Linked DNA regions of Mus musculus: region 2 is linked to region 1. The links are chromatin contacts, called in public promoter capture Hi-C maps. All regions are on one chromosome and are shown on one strand. Each heading gives the region's core, a stretch centred on a gene start, on an enhancer-like site or on the middle of the called end of the contact. The rest is flanking DNA. Distances are from core to core; before and after follow the strand shown.

Region 1 (3,519 bases), core at 590-3,089:
TTTAGAATACACAAGAGGGCAACCAGAAAGTCACTGGGATTGCTCAACTAGTGTTGTATGGCTTTTCTATAAAAAGTGTATCTAGTGTTCTACTCAGTAACAATTCAATTGTTAGTCACACTTTTTATGGGTACCAAGGTCCAAATTTAAATTTAAAAATACACATCATCTACTCTGTCGCTTTGAGAAAGGTATAATGTATAATGAAGTACAGCAAATGGCTTGCTGTCACAGAATGGTAGATTGTTACCCATTCTGTGCATTTAGGATTATAATTTTGAAACCCTGCAAAGAGAAAGATGGAAAACAAGAACCTTTTCAGCTTTCTTATTTCCCGGCTTGAATAATTTAATTGGATTTTATAATATCAGAAGGAATCAATGCTTGCTTTTAGCTTTTCTATTTTGGGTGATGGTAAGTCACTTTGAATATTTGAGGTAGTAAGTTGTCACGTAGAGAGATATAACCATTAAAAATCACCACACATAATGGCTTTTTGTAAAGAAATTCCCAGTAGTTTTTAATTTAGGAAAAGTCTTCAAAATGACACCAAATGAATCAGCAGCTAGAAGCTTACACCTGGTCCAGGCAAGCAATTCAAAGTGGGCAATCACACACAGCTCTATTGCACTTACACACACAAATAAGCAAGCAGTCAACTCTAAACCCTAATGGGATTTTAAATCATCACATAACCATCTGTTAGGTCGAGATCTATCTTCAGATTAGAAAGGCTGCTTGAAGGCAGAGTGGTGGAAGTAGATGACTTTCCCCTTTGAACTAGTGGGGACGTGTGAGCTTAAATCTATCTTCAGCTTTAGCTAGTTAAGTTCCTTCAAGCCCAAGAGAGCAGAGACAGGAAGAGGAAGGGAGGGAGAGAGAGAGACCGACAGAGAGAGAGAGAGAGAGAGAGAGAGAGAGAGAGAGAGAGAGAGAGAGAGAGAGAGAGAGAGAGAGGAGAGAGAGAGAGAGAGATTGATTATAGGGCAAAGATGGCAACTTCTGCCTGAGGACTGGGGAGCCCACTTGGTTTAAAAGGTAGTTCTCTGTCTTCAGGCTGCAGTTTTAATCATATGCTCTGGGGAGAGACTTAGGCACCAAACCTTTAAAAGGAAAGAACCCTTCAGGTAAATTTAATGTGGCCCCACTCTTGAATGTGTTTTAGGGCAGTGAATCTCATTTTAATGCCCATCAGAACTATCTGGAGACCATTTGAAGTCGCCGTATGCTGTGCCCCCAGTTGTCAGTCCCTGATTTGGTAGAGATGTTTACGTTTATGAACCCTTACTTGTTTGTATTAATCTCTTTTACACGCATTGATGCATGGATTGTCTGTGTGCCCACTCGCACAGCTGTTCCTACGGAGAACAGAGGACAGCTTCTAGAGCCCCCACTCTCTTCTAGCACACGGGTCAGACTTGGCAGCGAGCGTCTTTGTGGCTTTCATCTGTATTTTTAACACTTTTCCAGGTGAAGTTGCTTTTGCTTTTGCTCACACTTCAACCACTAGTTACAGAAGAATTTGGCTCTTGTCACACTTTTTATACGGCAGCATAGAGCGCAGTTGTGAGTGATATTTAGTGAGGCATGGTAAAAACAGGAATAACATCTTCTGCCCTCTTTCTTCTTCCCTTCATCCTTCAAAGATGAGGTTGCCCCATCGACCTGACACTGCACAACCTCCCTTAGCTAAAGTTGGTTGTACGCCTTACCACACCCGTGCCACGCCCAAACTTTATTTCTCCAACCCCTAACCTTTCTTGCCCGGTCCTACTCAGCTCCGCCCCCAGCGGCCTCGCGGTTGCGCAGCAACGAGGACCCACGGTTCAAAAGCGAGCCTGGCGGCTCTCTGCCACGCAGGCGCAAACGGTTAGGCACAGAGCGGCTGGCATGGCCTTCATCAACCTGGTGGTAAGGAGGCGGGCAGGCTTTGCCGACACCCTCCAGACTTTGATAGGCACCCCCTTTTCACCATGGGGTACAGGAAATAGAAGACAGCCACGTGGGGCTCTGATTCCATTTGAAAAAGTGTGCGTTCCACTCCAACTGAGGTCACCCAGGTTTCAGGGCACCTAGACATCGTGTAGAGGCAGGGTTCCCTCAATCAGGATGATTTCCTCTGTGTTTAAGAAATTCCTAGGTTCTCTCTCTCTCTCTCTCTCTCTCTCTCTCTCTCTCTCTCTCTCTCCTCCCTCCCTCCCTCCCCCTTTTCCCTGCTCCCTCCTCTTTTTTTTTTTTTTTTTTTTTTTTTTGACAAGGTCATGTAAAGGAACCCTAGGCTGGCTTCAGACTCCGGATCCTCAGTCTTTAAAGAGCAGCCTCCAGCTCTAATCCTAGTTATTGGAACATAGGTGGCTCATGCTGTTCGAGACAGGGTTTCTCTGTGTAGCCCTGGCTGTCCTGGAACTCACTTTGTAGACCAGGCTGGCCTCGAACTCAGAAATTCGCCTGCCTCTGCCTCCCAAGTGCTGGGATTAAAGACGTGCGCGCCACCACCGCGATTACTTCCTAACCCGGAATGAGAGGTGATGTGATTTGGATTGTCGCCTCATGATCTTGCCTTTCCTTGCCCTTTAACATCTTAATGCTTAAATAGGAAATGCTCTAACGCTGCCCTAAGGACAGCTAAACCCCACAGTGAGAATTCACAGGCAAAACGGCACTTGTTAGATCCATCAAATTAAAAATCCCAAGTTGAAGGCAAAAACCACTATCAACAGATGCCCATTTCCAGAAGGACAATGGGCAGCCAAGATAGGTTTGTGTCTGTAAAAGTCTGTGTATACAGCATAAAAGGTTCCGTTTTTAGAGACATGCTCATGTATGTTCATTTTATGTTTTAAGAACTGTAAAGTATGGATGCCTGGATATAAGCTTTCCACGAATACCAGTTTGCCTGATTGTTATTGCCAATGAGATTTTCTTCTTCTTCTTTTTTTTTTTTTTGGAGATACCGGTAAGGTGGAGGTCCAGACTATATATAGTTTTAATAAAGATAACATAGAGAAAGCAATATAAAGTTTAACGGCGGTCCTACAAGAGAGACATGTTCAATACTTACTACGCTTTTGAAAAATTGTATTTTATTGGCTTCTTTTGGACTGCTGCTGTTAGACTCCAAGGGCAGGTCTTAAAAGATGTTTTTATCCCTAGGGGTTTTCCCTGCAGCTCTTAAGTGTGATCTTATAGCTGGGATTAAAACAGAAGCCTCAGTTTAGAAGCCTTTCTCAGGGTAGACGGAGAAGCAGCAGCTCATCTGGGGGCACTTAGTCTTAATGGGTAAGCCTGTGAACAACATTTAAATGTTACTGATTGGCCTATTCATAGACTTACCCTGGGTCTTTAGAAGGATTAGTTTAAATTGTGCTGCTCCTGGAGTGAGAGTATTTTTTGTGGGAAGCATGAAAAGAGCAGCCCGAGAAAGCCTCAGTTTTCATTTGGTCTGAATTAAGCAATTGTGAAAGCAACTGGAGTCCTGTGTTACTGAATGATATCTGTGGTCTTTGTCTGAATCTGTCT
Region 2 (3,519 bases), core at 455-2,954, 38 kb after region 1:
AGAAGCATCTGTGTCTGTGAGAGTAGCTTGGAGCATCTGTGGGTTCCTTGTGAATATGATAGTTGATCATATATTTTAGCATGAGAAATACCTTAAGTCTATAGTTAAAAGGCAACCAATTGAAACTTTAAAAATTTCAACTTATGATTTTAAAAGTTGGATTGTGTTGTGGGATGTTTTATTAGAGTTAGGCTAATTTTTAAGAACTCTATTGGTTAATGTTAGGACAACTCTCGGAATAGCAAGGAGAGGAAATCTGAAGCGTTAAGTCACTGGAAACAGTTTAAGTAAGGGAGTAACAGAAGGCTACATCTGTACAAGTTTACATCTGAACTTGAATGCATTCCTTTGTTGTGAAGTCTGTGAGCAAGACAAACCTGTCTGTCTTTGATAAGAAATCTGGCAGTATTAGCCAGTTAACAGATTGACTGATGAACTAATAAGGTGGTGGATTACCTTGGGGTAAGGAGCTAGGTCTCTCTTCTAGCTGTCAAGCTTTGTTTAGTTTATCTGTCAATGTAGTCAGAAATCTAATCTAGACGTCATGTATTAATTAAATGTCAAGGTTGGTCTGAAGTCTACTACCTAAACAGTTCCCAGACCCCTGTGGTCCCCATCACAACTTGGGCAGAGTCAGTCTGACCCTCAGCCCAGAAAATGAGTTTTTTTTTTCCTGTGGAGTAGGGACTTTAGAGAAATGAGAAATGACCCACCTTAACTTAGCCAATATGGAACATTTAGCTCTCCGGGTGTCCTCTATTTGTCCACAGTGTAGGCCAAGCTCTGGCAGCACCAAGACAATGGAGCAGTGTTTCCCAGTGACTATCATACCACAATCCAGGTAGAATCTTGTCGCTGTGCCCATATTTTCTTGGAGACCTTTGTGTGTGTGTGTGGTGGTGGTGGGGGGGCACTGTTAGGCTTTGGGAGTCTATATCTGTCATAAGCATAATCATTTAACATTACATTTAGCAGATTCTTGACAAGATTGAGAGCTAGTCTATTATGCATATGTGAGTTAGACAAACTGTGTTTAATTATTTGTTTTAGACCTACCTAGCAAATAAAGAAAGCCCATTGTAACTTAATGGCAGTAGCAAAACCAAGACTAAATGTATATTTAAGGCAGCAACCTTTAACTTTTACTGTTTAGAAACCATTATTTACCAAGGCAGGATAGAACAAAAACCTTTCTTTTTTTGTTTTTTGTTTGTTTTTTTTTTTGTTGTTGTTTGTTTTTTCGAGACAGGGTTTCTCTGTATAGCCTTGGCTGTCCTGGAACTCACTTTGTAGACCAAACCTTTCTTAATTGTTAAGTGGCTTTGACAGGCTGTACTCCTAAAGGCATCTACCTAGGGACTAACCATAACAAAGACGGTGGGCGGGTGGTCCTTAGTTAAGATGGCACAAAAGCAGGAGCCAGCCACGTGACCACCCTTAGCTAAGATGGTGCTGAACCTGCAGCTCTGCCTATAGGAAAGTCACGTGTTATACCTTAGACTGGAACAACAGAAGCATAGCAAAGACAAACATCCAGATGAGGGGTGCGCAGCTCAGCTTGGCAGAGTATCAGCAAGGTGGTGGTGGTGGGGACAAAGAGCAACGCCCGAAGCAGTATTCTCTGTCTCCTAGCAACTCTGCTCAGTTGGGGAGAGCATCCGCAGTGCTGGAGTGCTGGAGTGCTGGGTGGTGCAGTTGAATGGCTTGGCAGAGCAGAGAACCAAGCAGGGAGCAAGAGAGTGAGGGAGAATGTGGAGAGCTGAGGATAGGCAGGCAGCAGCCACTTGGAGCACAGAGGGCAGGCCGGAACACCCAGTGGAGAATTAGGGCTTGGAACTGGGAGTGAGAGCAAGTGGCTAGAGAATGAAGGGGTAGGGCTGTATTGGTTATAAAAGCGCATATAAGCAGCTATTTAGAGTTATTGTTTGGTGAGTATAGGGACCAAGTTTAGCCTGTGAATTAGAGAGGGAGGCACGAGGCAGTAGTAGGGAAGAGGCAGCGAAGACCTTTTCATTTGCATGAGAGTAGGAGGTAGCAATTTGTCTGTTCCTAGGCCTGGAGGACAAATGTGGTAGCAAAAGCAAAGGCAGCAGGCAGCAAGACCAGATCACCAGGTTGTCAGCTGTGAACTGGGGTTAAGCCCTGGGCCAGTGCCCTGAGCAAAGGCAGGAGAATGGTTTACCTAGGCCCTAGCCTAGGACTTTTTCAGCAGTGTGAGAGAACCGCTTCCCAGAGAACGAGAGGGAAGGGGTCACCCAGGGGTAGAGGTCCTAGAATGACGGTTCAGTGAGAAGACTTGTCCTAAAGACTAAATGTCTGTTTTCGAGGGCACCACAGGGTGGCTTGGAGCTCAATAACCCTCCTTAAGGACCAGGGGACGTTGGCACGGACAAGTTAAGTGGCGGGAGCTTACCAATTGATTTGATGGCCGCAAAATCCATGTGGGTGCAGGCGATCTGAGTCTCTACAGCAACGTTGTATTCTTATAAAAAAGAAAGAAAGAACCAGGATGTGTTTGGTAGAGCAAGGTATGGTGAGGTGGAAGGGGATGCCTCTGCCAGCCCAAGTGGAGGCATCCCTTCCCCCCTGAGGCACCAGCCATACAACAGGCATAGGGAGGGGCAGTTGAGAGGGGTAAGAGCGTGAGGAGGGGGTAAGCAATCCCCTTGATAGTGAGTCAGGCATACCTGGCTGTTGCCAGGTAACTGTGAGGCAGAGCCTAGAAGGAATGCTAACAGGCACTGTTTTCGGTATGTAAGTTTTGACTTATTTTCATTTGCATTCATTACAAGTTGTTCTATTATTTTTTGCAATTCTTTTACTCATGGAGACTCATAATTATTTTAATTTTTAAGTATCTAAAATTCTTTTCCATTTTTCATTTATAATGTCTAATTTTAGCTTTTTATTATCAGAGAACACACATTTTTATGTTCTGTATTTGAAAGGATTATTTTAAGCCAGAATATAGATTATCTTTATGTAAATTTCATGTGAAGTTTCTGAAAAGAGGCTTTGTTTTTATTATTTATAACCACATGTCTGTGTGTGCATGTGCAGGTGCCATAGATAGCCCAGGGGTGTGGGATCCCCTGGGGCAGAGTCACAGGCAGCTGGGAGCCACCTGACACAGGCAGGTGGGAGCCACCTGACACAGGCAGCTGGGAGCCACCTGACACAGGTGCTGGGAATCAGTGCTGGGCTTTTTCTCTATCCCTTATGTGGCCTTGATAAAAAACTATTTGGCAGGTTTTGGATAAATATGCTAATTAGGCCATATAGATTACATGTGTTGGTCAAGGTTTTCTGTATTGTGCTTGGTAATTATTGTAAATGTTTCTGTTGTTTGCTGGGAGAACCTGCAATTGTGAATTTACTATGGAAGTGGAAGGGGATTTACTACTTCTTTTACTTCCTTGAGTTATTTTCATTTTTGTTTGTAGGTAGCCCAGTGCTTTAGTGCATAATAAACACAGGCGATACTGCTGAGCTGCATCTTCAGCCCTGTTTTCAATTTAC

What was found. Promoter capture Hi-C pulls out the DNA fragments that hold promoters and counts their contacts.
Region 2: a contact with region 1 is called in a promoter capture Hi-C map of embryonic stem cells, with 2.0 times the contacts expected there. The contact joins the enhancer-like site here to the promoter of Gtf2a1l in region 1. A contact is called at or near these places in 1 of 39 promoter capture datasets (embryonic stem cells), 9 of 484 Hi-C or Micro-C datasets (cranial neural crest, embryonic stem cells, natural killer cells and 3 more), 1 of 115 datasets of contacts at active chromatin or transcription factors (extraembryonic endoderm stem cells) and 2 of 9 other capture datasets (adipose tissue and pancreatic islet).

The regions. Positions count from the first base shown.
Region 1 is chr17:88,666,821-88,670,339 of GRCm38.p6, forward strand. It overlaps Gtf2a1l (general transcription factor IIA, 1-like), which reads left to right and starts at 1,840. Exons shown (of 9, transcript NM_023630.2): 1 at 1,840-1,911. The coding sequence starts at 1,891.
Region 2 is chr17:88,704,862-88,708,380 of GRCm38.p6, forward strand. The region is part of intron 6 of Gtf2a1l (general transcription factor IIA, 1-like); the gene reads left to right. Among named protein-coding and RNA genes, the nearest start is that of Gtf2a1l, 38 kb to the left of the region's middle. Within about 2 kb of position 1,705, at least 20 of the 459 cell types and tissues checked have an H3K27ac peak or open chromatin away from gene starts, as enhancers often do. A contact at or near this core is called in embryonic stem cells, where this site is marked.